Linked DNA regions of Anas platyrhynchos: region 1 is linked to region 2. Evidence: chromatin contacts called from public Hi-C data. All regions are on one chromosome and are shown on one strand. The core of a region is the stretch at or near the end of the contact, and the rest is flanking DNA. Distances in the headings are between cores, read along the strand shown. Region 1 holds the start of LOC101805188 (ATP-dependent RNA helicase DDX19B). Region 2 overlaps FHAD1 (forkhead associated phosphopeptide binding domain 1).

Region 1 (6,637 bases), core at 1,707-4,206, 110 kb after region 2:
CCTGCTCCATCCTCCTCCTCATCCCAGCACAGAGCTGCCCAGCTGAGCACGCAGCCCAGCCCCTGGTGCTGTGAGCCTTCACATGGGGGGAGCAGAGGGCTCCCCAAAACCACTGAGGTCACTGAGATGGGCTCGGTCCCCTCTTCCCCCAAAGCAGTGTGTCATCTCCCTCCTTCTGCCCAGGAGAGGAGAGGACTATCACCCCCAGCTTTGCAGCACCACCATCCAGCCCCCTTCCCTTGCCCCCTGCCTGCAGCCCCATCGACGGGGGGGCATCGTTTTGGGGAGCCAGGGGAAGGGGGGGGGGGACACACACGGCCAGGGGCTCCCCAACCAGCTGAGAAAGGGCCAAGGCAGGGAAGCAGCAGCTCTGCCAAGTGTGGGCTTGTTGCCTGCAGAAAAATATTGTGACAGGGATCCTGCACCGCCTGGCGAAGCAGCAGCCCGCACCCCCGCCCCAAACCAACCTCCCCCCCCACGACCAGCCAAAAAGGTGCAGGAGCAAGTGGAGAGCATCGGCTGCTTTCTTTTCCTTACCTTTCCCTGGGAGAGGGGGTGGGTGGGTGGCTGGGGGGGTGGTGGGGGTGCTGGAGCAACTTCCCCCCCCCTCCTGCAAGCTCCTGCAGCTGGGCTGGGGGGGTCTGGAAGGCGGCCGGAGGGCTCTCGGAGGGCGGCCGGCACTGCTTCAGCCCCTGCTTTTGTCTCTGAAAGGCACGGAGAGAGACAGGAGATGAGGAGGGAGAGAGAGCACGGGAGGGAGAGACGGCGCGCCAGGGCTCGGGGTGGGGGCAGCTGCACAGCGGCCACCTCGGTGGCCTCCCCCCCCCAAAGAAAAAATAATAAAAAATAAAAAAATAAAGAAAAATAACCCTGACCCTCTCCCTCCTGGCCACACAGTGGGGCTCGGTGGGGTGCGGATGGGGACGGGGCTTACCTCGGTGGACACACACGTGCGAGCACGCCGAGGTTGGGTCCCGGCTCGCTGGCTGCCCCCGGTGCGTGGCTGCAGCCTTGGAGGAGCCCCGTGGGTGCCCATGGTCAGCTGGAGCCATTTGTGTCTGTCGGGGAGAGGTAACCATGACAATCGCCTCCCGCGGCCCCCTCCTGCTCCCGGGGGTATGGGGAAGGGATGGAGGACGAGCACGGAGCCCAGCGGGAAGGGAAAAGGCACTTTGCTCGTCTGCTTCCCTCATAGGGGAAATCAAAGCCCCACACGCAGCTCCTCGCCCCCTGCTCGCTGCTGTGGGGCACACAGGACACCCATGGGGTTGCCCTACAAGTGAGGATGCTCCAGCAGGATGTGCTGGTGCCGGACACGAGCACCACACGGGGCGGCTGGGGCTTAAAAAGGGGGAGAATGGTCAGGGGGAAACTGAGGCACCGGGGACAGGGCTGCACGGCTCCCCAGGGAGGGGACATGCAGCAGGGCTGAGGTTTTCCAGCACAAGTCCTTCTTGTGGGATGGGTGAGCAGACTGAGAACCACTTCGGCCCCACCTAGGACCTGTTTTCAGAGGGAAATTCACAAACCCTGCCAGCAGACCCCAGCCGAGTCCCCTCCCTTCCCCGGAGGCTGACTTCAGCCCCGAAGCCGGAGGATTTACGGTCCTGATCAGACAAATAAATCAGCCGCAGAGTAGCCCACGTAGCCGGCTGCCTGCTCCGTGTTTGCTCACTGTGGCTCTGCCGAAGAAAAGAACATTTATTGGGGAAAATCCCCGGATTCCTACCAGCACACGTAGCCGAGGCAGGGTTATTTGCTTTACCGGCGAGCTGTGGGACCCACCTGAGGGCTGCTCACACACCAGGAGCACAGCACGAGGCTCCCGGCCCCTCCGCTTGGTGTCCTGAGGAGGTTTCGGTGACACGGAGCCTCTGCAGGGTACCTGCATGGAAAGGGACCAGAGGGACTCTCCTGGATTTATTGGGAAGGAAAAAATCACAGAGAGCTGTGTGAAGGGCCAGGCCTTGTGTCCCAAAGTTGTAAAAACTTGCCTCATTTTGGTCTCTCGAGCTTTGGGAGGTGTCAGCAGCTCAAGCAGCTGCTCCCCGGACCCTAGGAGAAGGGCTCGCCTGCCTGAGGGACCCCCCCTCACGCAGCAGGACAGGGCCTGGCCCCAGCCCCATATCATGGCATAGGGCTGGGCCCTACAAAACGCAGCAGGGGAGGGCTGGCTGCCAGTCCCATCCCACGGGACTGGTCCCCATACTGTGCAGTGAGGCAGGCCCTGACCCCAACCCACCATACAGGGGACCAGGACCCTTGCCTCACAAGAGGCTCAGGCTGACCCCAGCCCCACACCACACAAGGGGCCAGGACTGAGCCCATACACAGAGGCTTAGGGTGACCCCAACCCCACACAGGGACGAGGATCCTTCTGTCACAGGGATGCTCAGGCTGTCCCCATCCCCACACAGGGGCCAGGACTCACCCCACACAGGAGGCTTGGGCTGACCAGGACCCTTCCCATACAGGAGGCTCAGGGTGACCCCAGCCCCACACAGGGATGAGGACCCTTCCCAAATAGGGATGCTTGGGCTGACCCCATCCCCACACCACACAGGGGGCCAGGACCCTTCCCACACAGGGATGTTCGGGCTGACCCCATCCCCACACAGAGGGACCAGGACACTCTCCATACAGGAGACTTGGGCTGACCCTAGCCCCACACAGAGGGACAAGGACACTGCCCATACATGCTTGGGCTGACCCCAGCCCCATATGGGACCAGGACCCTTCCCATACAGAAGGCTCAGGCTGACCCCAACCCCACACAGGGACCAGCACCCTTCCCATACATCACCCTCAGCCTCACCCCATCCCCTCACCGCACCCTGGCAGCCCCATATCCCCCTATTCTCCCCTAATCTCCCCTATTCTCCCCTATTTTCCCTTTATTTCCCCCTTTTCCCCCTCAAATCCCCCGGAACCCGCGGTGGCGGAACGCCGCCCGCCCTGCCCGTGCAGCCGCCGGCCCTGAGGAGCGCGGCGCAGGCGCCCTCCCCTCGCCCGGCGCCATTGCGGCTGCTGGCGGCGAGGCCCCGGCCCGGCCCGGCCATGGCCACCGACTCGTGGGCCCTGGCCGTGGACGAGCAGGAGGCGGCGGCGGAGTCGGTGAGAGGCGGCCGGGATCGGGGAAGGGGAATGGGAATGGGAACGGGAACGGGGCCGGGAACGGGGCCCGGCAGCGCTGGGGGGCGGCCGCCGCCTCCTCGCAGGCAGCGCTGCAGGGACCCGATTCTCCCTTTTTTCCCCCCATTTTTCGGGTCGTTCGGTCGTGGGGTCGGCTCCTCAGGTTTTGGGGGCGATATATATAAATATATTTTTTCCTCTTTTCTCTACTTCCCCTTCATTCTTTCCCCTCAAGGTGCATCCAGGCGCTGCCTCAGCTCAGGGTCCTGCTGCCTCTCGGGCCCCACAAACGCCTTTTTTGCCCCCATTTCTGTGCCCTGTCTTCACGCCGTCCCGGCAGCGGAACAAGCCCTGTGCTGGGGACGCTCAGCCCCATCCTCATCCCCCATTCCCATCCTCATCCCCTGTCCCCATCCTTGTCCCCTATCCCCGTCCTCAGCCCCTTGGATTTGGGGTTTCAACACCCCCGTCCTCACCAGGGTCCTGACGCCGCTGTTTTTCCTCGCCCACAGCTCAGCAGCTTGCACCTGAAGGAGGAGAAAGCCAAGCCGGATTCCAACGGTGAGTTACACTCCCTGTGGCGGTCTCACCACGTTCCTGTTAGGAGCAGAACCCCTCAGGGACAGAGGGGACGACCCTGAAGATGGTGGAGTCCGAGCCGAGCAGCACCCTGCAGTCAAGAAACTGCAGGAAAAAAAACAAACCAGAAAGCTAAGATTGCTCAGCCAGTCACAATGATTTAACTTTCCACCTCTTGAGCTTGCCCTGCTGGGCTAACTCTTTCTGCCTGGGTCTCGATGGCAAAATTTCGTGGTGTGTTTGGCTTGGACCAGGCACCAGCATCAGTTTGGCTGCACAAAGCAAGCTCTGCTCGGTTTTCTTGCTTCACAGCCACGGGGCTGTTTGCCGAGCTGCTCTGCAGCTTTTCTGCAGAATTCCAAACCTAAATCCCCTAAATCCCACTCCCCTCTCTTTGAATTCAGGTGCTGTCGTCAAGGTGGACGACAACGTTGAGAAGACAGAGGATGAGGAGAAAGGTGGGTGCTGGTCGGGTGAATGGTGAGGCACGTGGAAAGAGATTTGTTTCCTGTGTACCTAAAGTGAGTCCACCTTATGTCCCAGGGTGGATGATCTTGGCTCCTGCCCCAAGGACCTAGTTGTAAATTTTAAAGCCGTTGGGTTCTGTAATAACTTGGGGGACTCCTGGGTTAGAGTGGAGAGAGGTGAATTTCTGAAGCAACTGCATTTCAGCATTTCTGAAATGGTTGTTAAGGGGTGGGGGACGGCCCTAAATCCTTCAGAAGGTGCCTTATGAGAAGCTCACTTTAGAGGACAGACTCGTGAGGAAAACCGCAAAGTGCAGCAACTTCACCTTTGGTTTTGATCTCACGTATCCTTAGCCCTTAGAGTGTTCCAGCCCTGGAATCTTGAAATGCCGTTTGTCCTCAAACCTTCCTTAAAAGGAAAAGAAAACAGAAACAAAAAGGTGTCTGCCCACAGGTGGCAGTGGGGCTTTTGGCCCTGTCCCACCTCGCAGTTAGGTGCTGAGCTGCGGGCTCTGAAACCTGCAGCTTAACAAACAGAGCTCGTGTGTGTTCAGGTTCCCCCCTGGCCTTAAAACTGAGCCTGCTTTTCTTTACCTTCCTGAATACTGTGGGGGGTGCCTCGACAGACATTTCATTTGGGAAATTGGGGCTCTGTCACGGTTTTGTTCCCTACCAGGGAGTTTGGGTATTTCTGGGGCTGGGTGCAGCGCATCCTTTCCGACCGGCCGTGCCGCGTTTCAGCGGGAGCAGGGGCTGAAACAGGCCCTGACCGTTTTCCCACCTCCTTTTTTTTTTTTTGACAGAGGACAGAGCCACCCAGTCCTTGCTCAACAAGCTGATCCGCAGCAACCTGGTGGACACCACCAACCAGGTGGAGGTGCTGCAGAGGGACCCCACCTCGCCGCTCTACTCCGTCAAGTCTTTCGAGGAGCTGCGCCTGTAAGTGCTGTCAGCTCGGGGCTGTGGGGCCGGTGGTGGTGCCAGGAGCTCCTCTGCACTGAGCTGAAGAGCAGAAGGGTTGAACGGGCTCCCCTGTGGCTGTTTTGCAGCTCGTTATTTGGCCCCCACGGTTGGGGGGAGTGTTGAGCTCAGCAGGGGCAGCTTTGAGGAGCCTGTGAGAACAGATGCGAGTCTGGAGCCCACCAGATGGTTGTGGGCTCTCCTCGTGCCCTGTTAGATTTCCTGGCTGCCTCAGACCACTGAAAAGTGCACAGGCTTCTGGTTTAAGTTCCTGCAAATTTGTGTTTAAGATATCTCTGAACCAGCTCCTGTTCCTGTTCTTGGGTTATTTGGGGAGATCCAGCAGCAAACAGCACAAGGGTGCTTGCCTTTCCTCTGCCAGAGCTCTGGGTTTCCAACGATCTCAGGGACATTCGTAGCTGAATGTCTCCCAAAAAACTGAGAGCCTGTGGTGCCCTTTAGACTCATTCCCATCTCTCAGAAGGCAAACAATCCCGGGGAGTTAATGACAGGGGCAAGCAGACTAATTGAGCCGTCGCGTTACGAGGCGGTGTATCCTTGGCAACTGTGGCGGAGCCGGGCTCTGTCCTTGCTGCTGAGCAGCACAAGGTTATGTTTCAAAGGGCTTTTGTTCGAGCCATCCCCTGAAAGTAATACGGGCTTTTTAAAAAGCGTGTTGTGCTGAGTGGGGAGTGCTCAACAGGAGGAAACGGTGGGCAGGAAAAGAGTAACCTGCCTGGAGTGGAAAGTGCTCGCTTCTTGACAGCACTTCAGTGAGCGCCTGGAGGCTGGCGGTGAGTCTGCTGACACCATGAGCTGAATTTTGGGTTGTTCTCGAATCCCCTTGGCTACACAAGCACCAGCTGAGACTACAAAACTCCCCTGAAGAAAGATCAGTGTGAGTGTTTGAGGACTGGCGGTGTTGCTACACCCCTGGGTTGTAGCGACAGAGGCTGCTTGGCTGAATACTCAGGTCTTGAAGGAGCGACCGTTTTGGTGCTGAGGTCTGAGGAGGAGGGATTGCCCTAAAGGCCAGGATTAATGGTCTCTACCCCACAATCCCTGGGCTTGTCTGAAAAGCTGCTTTAGAACATGCGAGAAGCCCAGCAGAAGCCTCTGGAGCTGCAAAACAAAGTTTTCCCTGCAGTGTGAAAGGCAGGCGTGCAGCTTGACGTAGTAAACTGAGCTGGTTTGGGTTTTTTTTTTTGAAGCTTCTGTTCCAAGCAGCACTGAGCTCTCCCTTGCTGCTGCAGCTTCCTGGTGCCTGTCGCAGTCACTCACCTGTGGGATCACAACGGGCCCGCAGAGCCTGGCAGCTCTGGGTCCAGCTGTAAGGGTTTTTCTTGCATTTTTTGTCCACAAATGAAATCCAAGTGGATTTTAATAGCCTGCAGCAGAATAGCAGCGTGGTGCTGCTTCTGTATCTGAGTGGGAAACGTGAACTTTTTTGGCATTTCTGCTCAGCTGGAGAAACACCTAAATTTCCACAGGTAACAAGG
Region 2 (6,561 bases), core at 1,868-4,367:
GAAAAGATTATTGCCACGAAGGTAGTTTGTTGTATCAGGATACCTGATCTCATGATTTTTGTGGTTTCATAGAATGTCCTGAGTTGGAAGGGACCCGCAGGGATCATCAAGTCCAACTCCTGGCTCCACACAGGAGTACTCAAAAAATTAGGCCATATATCGGTAGTTTGTGCTTTATTTTGTGTTTTTAACAGTCAGAGGGAATAGAAAGTCACTAGTAAACTGCCAGATTATACCTAGTGCTCCAGAGCAAAGGACATTACTGTGCAGTCACAGCTGCTCAGCATAAAGCCACGCACACAACTTAAAGTCCCAGTGAAGGTGACAGGAATGAAGCTCGTGCTCCAAGGTAGCACAGCTTCGTTTGATTTTTGAAATAGAGCCAAAGGGATCTGTGTGTGTTAATCCTAGTGAACTTTTAACTATTCCTCTGCTGTGAGCAATGAAAATTGACCTTCTTTCTTTGGGGCTAGACAGGGTTAAAAACTCAGAGGAGCCTTCAGTTCTGTGTCTGTGTGCCTTGGAGGCTTTACATTTCCCAGAGGTGTATTATTCCTCTCTCTTGTGTAGACTGTTTGCACTGGTGGGGATCTTTGTAGTGCCAAACAGGTGGCTATCGTTGTGAGTGTGAGCCAAGCTTCAGACTGTAAAGTAGCCACTGCCTGCAAATAGGCTTTGGACAAGAGAGAGAGAGAACCTCACAAAGTGCTAGTCCTGCCCCCTCATACAGCACTATTTTCTTATATTTCTGATATTTTATATATATATTTCTTATACAGCTACTATATTCTTTTCTATCTTTCAGCCTGGACCACAATCTCAGGCAATGATCCAAGCACTGGGGCAGGAGCCCCTTTCCTGAGGATTCATAGCGTGGACTGCCTCCTGCAGGAAAAGGTGATGCTGCAGAAAGGGTGAGGGATGCAACTCATGGTCCTGCCCTAGGGAAAAGTGTGGTGAGAGTGATTGTATGGGCTGGTAGATGACAAAGGGTACAAAATGTGTGTGTGTGTGTGACCAAGAGTCCCAGCAATGTGCAGGGAACTGGGAACCACTGGGTATGTGGAGGATCTGGGCTCTCTGGAAATTCAGGGTGAGGAGGGAGAAGGCATCAGCTGTGTCTGAAAAGCATGGGTGTCACAGGGTGACTGCAGTGTGTTGTTAATGAGAGAAGGCTAGCCTCATCCAAAGCTGTGTGCTTTATGGAAATTACGCGGTTACCCTATAGAAGCAGGCAGCCTGGTGTCTGTAACTGCAGAGTGACAGACGACACATGGAACCTGCCCGCAGGATGAAAAGCTGCTGAGACTGGAAAAGGAAATCAGTCGTCTCTCTGGTTTTGAAGCAGAATCAAAGCAGAAAGATTCAGTGATAAGGAGTCTTCAGGACAAAATTGCAGAGATGGCCAAGACCATGGCCCAGGCTGCTGCTAGAAGCGATGTGGAGCTGACCCAAAAGCTTCTAACGTTTGACAGAGAAATCAGAGCCAAAACAGAAGAGATTAAAACCTTAAAGGAACAGGTACGCAGTGCCTAAGCAGGCACACTCAGTTGAAAATAGTGTTCTGATGCATATGGGTCTTGAACTAAGCACCTTGTTCGGAGAGAGAGGAGGAGGTAGCATGTGTGGAATGAAGGGGAACCAGAGAGATGGTTATAATCGGTTGCCGTGTGTTGCCCACATGATTTCTTGTTCTGTAATTGTCCCGTAACGAAGCTGGGAATCAAATTTCTCATCTATGTGGCAGGACCTGCAATGCCATGGTGGGAAAAGAAACATAAGCCTGAACTACTTCTGGTGGAGAAAAGCCACGTGCAGTCACTGCAGGCCAGGATGCCTGACTCCTTTTCTCCCCCATGCCTCTCTTCCCCCAGGAACAGAGCCAGCGTTTGCGTTTGCAGGGGACGTTATAGTCCAAAAGACAAAGAAGCCCTTTGGCATCCAGATGAAAACAGGTGGCCAGGCAGAAGGGCATGGCCATATAGGTGTCCTGTCCAGGGATGTGTTATGTTATAGGTGGGAAGTCAATTCCTACTTTCTGCTCTTTGCCTGTGGGGTGCTGACATGCAGGAGTAGACAGTGCAGATTATTCCCTGCTCCCAATACTGTGCTTGTGGCAGAAACGTGAGTGTGACTGCTAGCACCTATGAATCTGCATTTGTGAGCAGTAAGTATATATGCAGAGTGAAGGCTATAAATCTGAGGATATTTCAGCCTGTTTCTGCAGTAGCACTATCCACCAGCCCAAGCTGTATGTTCTCAGGATTGCAGCCAGCATGAGACATTGTCTCTTTGTGCCTTTGATATCAGGCTTTTGCTGTGAACAGCCAAAATGTTGATAGGCAGATCCTGTCCAGAGCAATTACTCCAAAGAATTAGCCTAGGATAGTAATGAGTAACCTGACCAAACCGTGACTGTCTTTGAGGGTTCATGAAAAGTTAATGGCAGTCAGAAACCAGGGCAGTCTCTGTGAAGCTTGAGAGGAGCTGAGTTTGCATTTAAAACAAAAGCAAGCGTATTGGAGCAACAAAGTTACCTGGTGAGGATCATATGATATTTTTTTTTTTCCTCTATTTTAGATCAGTGACTTGCAGAAAGATTCAAGTGAAATTTTTAGCCATTCTCTTTATGAAAGAGACCTGGAAATTGGAAGCCTGAGGAAAGAAAGTGAGAAGCTAAAGAGGGATCACGCTTTGACCACAGGTATGTTTGCCTTGATATTTCATGGGAGCTCCTTGTAGGGGCACGAAACAGCTGAGGGTTGGCTTTGCAAAGTGACCACACATTTGCAAGATTGTCTGGCAGCAGTTTGTAGTGGCTGGGAAAATTTGTCCCACTTTGTGTTCTGTTTCTTGAAGCTCTGTGGGATTTGCAGGTAGTTGCTGGCATAAGGAGCCCCGCAGAAGTGAGGGGGGGGAGCAAAGACAGAAGGCAGAGAGTGTTGGGACAGAACTGTGTTAAAAAAGAAAGCACAGCAAAAAGTACTGACTGCAGGGCAAAGCCCTGAGCTGCTCGGTCTGGGTGCTGCTGGTTGGACTGCAGAAGCCTGTGCACACTCGTTGCACGCTCACTGTCAGGCTCTGAATTACCGTGTGGCTGCAAAGGCTGCCTCTAACCACAAGCCTGTTCCACTTGCCTTTATCTCAGCACTTATCATTCCCAAGGAATGTGATGTGAACATAAAATAGTTGCTGTTTTTCCCCAAACAGCCATTGGCTGTGCACTGAGATTAGTGAAATTGTTCTGTCTCATTTCTGTGGTCCGAGGTAATCTGCTCGTAACAGCGCTTGGCAGGGAGAAGAGCTCAGAGCTTTGGCCCCGACATAGAAATATAAGGGAAACAGATCTGTAAGAAAGCTGCTTGTCCTCCTGGGAGCATATGCTGCAGGGCCTGTGGGGACTTGTTAACGATCTTTTTGTGGAATAATGTCCAGCACGGCTTGCCAAGAGCTGGAGCCGCTCTCCAAGTCAGACAGTTGTCAGATGGAGACTCGCCACTCGGTGCCCAGAGGGCTTCTGAAGGGAAATGCTTTGGTTTCCTCTTGCCCAAATTGTTTTCCCCAGGTCTAGTGACCAGCCTGCAAAGGGAGATTGCTGTGAAGGAGCAGAAAATTCAGCAACTCAAGCAGGATGTGGAGAAAATAAAGAAGGCAAACAGAGAAAAGGACAACCAGCTGGCCGTTGTGTCTGCCAAGGTTAGCACCCCAGTGACGTGCTCTGTAAGTGATGGTCTCATACACGGGCTAGCATGGAACAGTAAGATCCAAAGGGTCTCGCTCCTCTCTGGTAAGGACTGGAGCAGCTATTTCAGCAGCTGTGTAACAGGGACAGATGTAACTGCTGGGTCCTGACTGCATGTAAATAGTCGCAGGAAGCCAGAGCTGTGTCTCTGAGATGTAGCAGCGACAGAGCAGTGGCTGGGTATGCTGTGAAATGCCTGTGTGAGGTGTCAGGTTCACCAGATGAATCCCCCTCCTTGTTCTACAGTGCAGGTACTTGGTGACCTGAATTTCTGGGAACACTGTGGCTATTTGTGTGCTCAAGGCACTCGTGCCAAGATCCTGCTGAGAAAGCCATGGAAACCCGGTCTTAAGGATGCACCCTGCAACCAAGCCTGTTTTTTTCCCCATAAAGAAAACTGCCTGTATAGCAGGTTGTTTGTCTGTGTATGTGCAGCTCCCTGCTCGAGTGGCAAAGCTGCATAATCTGCATAATAAGTGTGGAGCGGGTGCAGCATTGTGGCTGGCTGACGAGGCAGTGTTCCAGGAGATTGTAGTGGCTCTCATTGATTTCTGAGGAACGGCTGAAACTGAAACGCCCCGGGGGTGCAGGAAGAGGTCTCTGTCCCTGGCAGCCTGCTCCTGGTGGAGCTGCTTTCTGGATGGCAGAAGCAGGATGCTCCCCACTCTGCTGTGGGTCAGCTCTGTGTAACCCATGGAAATGGGATAGGTGTGAGCAGCAGTTAGGGGCTGAGGGGGAGAGCAGGTGTCCCAGGAATGCTGCTTGGTAGCTGGTGGCCCTCTTCATGCCTGTAGAGGGCAGAGAGCACATCCCTCTGCAGCCTCCACTGCTGCAGGGATGTAGGAATGATCTGGGGTGAGGGAGGAGCTGTGTTTGGAATAGGGCCATGCTCTGAAACCCAAACACTCAAAAATGGAACTGAAAAGCACCCTGTAGTGTGTCAGCTTGGAAATATCTGTTCATGTCATGGTTTGAGTTACCATGGATGTCTTGGAAAGAGCTTTTGGTTCCATTTGTCCTTTCTGCTGTTGCTGTTACACTTTTGCTAAGGCCCAATGAATTTTTCTCTGTAGAGTATTTGCTGCACACAATTTCTCTTCTCTCAGCCAGGCTATGATTTAGATATGGGCCTGTCCAGGTGCTGGTACTGTCATGCTCTCAATGCCTCGATTGCCCTGTCATGGACACTCTGCTACCCATTAGGCATCTGAGCACTGAGCTGTGCTGTAGTACTGAAGGGTACGTTGACATTTCTGTCAGAAATGACAGTATCTGGCCAGCCTGATAACTTTTTCCATCGGTTGCTGTTCTTTCTAGTGCTCTAGACTTAAAGAGGAAATGAAGCGTGAACTCGGAGAGAGGGATGTGACTCCATACCAAAAAGTGAGTTTCCAGTCATTCGGGGTGATGTAGCACACCAGAAAGCAACGATTGCAAAAATGTGCCATGCAGAGAATATTCCTAGGCATTGTAAGAGGAGCGTTTTGAATCCAGCTCCTGTAAAGGAAGGGATGTAACGTGCATAACCAAGTGGAGAAATGTAAACTTCTGGAAAAACTGAAGTTCAAATAAAAATAATCTCAGTTCAGGAGAGCACTGTCAGGAATAAGAAATCAAGTCAATCTATCAGCTGTAAAGAGAAGCTAGAAGAAAAGACTGGGATAAATGAAACGGGATAGGTAGGGAGAATATCTTGCTTGTTGTTGAAATTCTGTAAGAAAAACAAGAGTGAACTCTTCCTTTCTGGGACTCTTGCAGCGCATTGGGGAGCTGGAGTGTGACCTGAAGGGCTTGCAGGGAGAAGTCCAGAAGTATCGCATTGAACAGGAAACCATCCAAAGCAAGCTGTCTGAGAAAGCAAAGGTAAATCTTCATGCCAAAAGTTAGCAGCTCTCTCCTCTGGAAAGGAGAGTGGACTTGTATAGCTTGGGAAGTGAAACGTGCAGCTTCCACTTGTCAGCCAGGATGAAAGGACAGGTCGCCTGCTCACTGGCAGTGGAAGCTTTGCAATAGGAAATGCTCCGCTGTATAGGAAGTAATTTGTGTACCCAGTCCTGCTGTCCCCCAGCAATATCAATTCCCCAGGGCCCACAGCATGCCCATGGCAGCAAAACAGGAACTGAAACAGGAGACCAGAATGGCGCGTTAGGAAGTCTAGGGTGGATGGTGTCCCAGGGACCAAAGCCAAGCCAAAAAGCAGCACTGTGGGTAAAACTGCAATCCCACCGCCTGCAAAAGGATGAAAATATCTATCTTGGTACCTCAGAGCTGAGGTAGAGGCGTGTCTGATGTGGATGGTGGAGGTAGAAATGCCTGTGGCATCGCTTTCTGGTAGCACTTTGATAATCAAAGGCTTTTGTTGTTTCAGGCTGAAGAGGAGCTGAAAAATGCCTGTGAAAGGAAATCTCTGCAGTTACAGGAGATGGGGCGCAGGGAGCGCCTGCTGAAATCTGACGTGGATCGTGCCAAAGTGCAGGTAGGAGGAGGAGTGGGAGTTTCTTACTATGCGGGCCAGAGGCAACAAAGGGACTGTTTCTCTCATGGGGAAGGACATTGTACTGGTGAAAGGCAGAACATGAGTTCTGGGAAGGAAAAACTGAGCACCAAAGTCTGGCACGATTCTTATCTCTTTGGCTTGCTCAGCATGAGAGGCTTATCGGAAGGATTTGTTTCGTCATCGCAGAAGATTCAGAGCCTAACAGGAGACAGAAACATAGTGGGTTCTCTGTGATCAGTCACATTCTCTGGGACTTGTGCAAGTCCTCCTGTGAGTCTCTGAAATGCTGCTTGGTGCAGAGACAGCTCCTTGCAAAGTAACG

Evidence for each region. A called contact is a pair of places that touch in the nucleus more often than the background predicts.
Region 1: a Hi-C map of liver shows a contact between it and region 2, with 2.5 times the contacts expected there. The contact joins the promoter of LOC101805188 here to the enhancer-like site in region 2. A contact is called at or near these places in 2 of 8 Hi-C or Micro-C datasets (liver and skeletal muscle).

What each region holds. Positions count from the first base shown.
Region 1 is chr22:6,164,174-6,170,810 of IASCAAS_PekinDuck_T2T, forward strand. LOC101805188 (ATP-dependent RNA helicase DDX19B) reads left to right here and starts at 2,957. Exons shown (of 12, transcript XM_038166521.2): 1 at 2,957-3,114; 2 at 3,645-3,693; 3 at 4,116-4,169; 4 at 4,982-5,117. The coding sequence starts at 3,058. VWA5B1 (von Willebrand factor A domain containing 5B1) reads right to left here and starts at 3,860. Exons shown (of 26, transcript XM_038166736.2): 1 at 3,609-3,860; 2 at 1,786-1,885; 3 at 1,530-1,682; 4 at 935-1,058; 5 at 538-704.
Region 2 is chr22:6,057,819-6,064,379 of IASCAAS_PekinDuck_T2T, forward strand. FHAD1 (forkhead associated phosphopeptide binding domain 1) reads left to right here. Exons shown (of 29, transcript XM_072027079.1): 5 at 806-897; 6 at 1,291-1,521; 7 at 2,581-2,704; 8 at 3,566-3,696; 9 at 5,060-5,125; 10 at 5,501-5,605; 11 at 6,111-6,218. Among named protein-coding and RNA genes, the nearest start is that of FHAD1, 8.4 kb to the left of the region's middle. Within about 2 kb of position 3,118, at least 4 of the 8 cell types and tissues checked have an H3K27ac peak or open chromatin away from gene starts, as enhancers often do.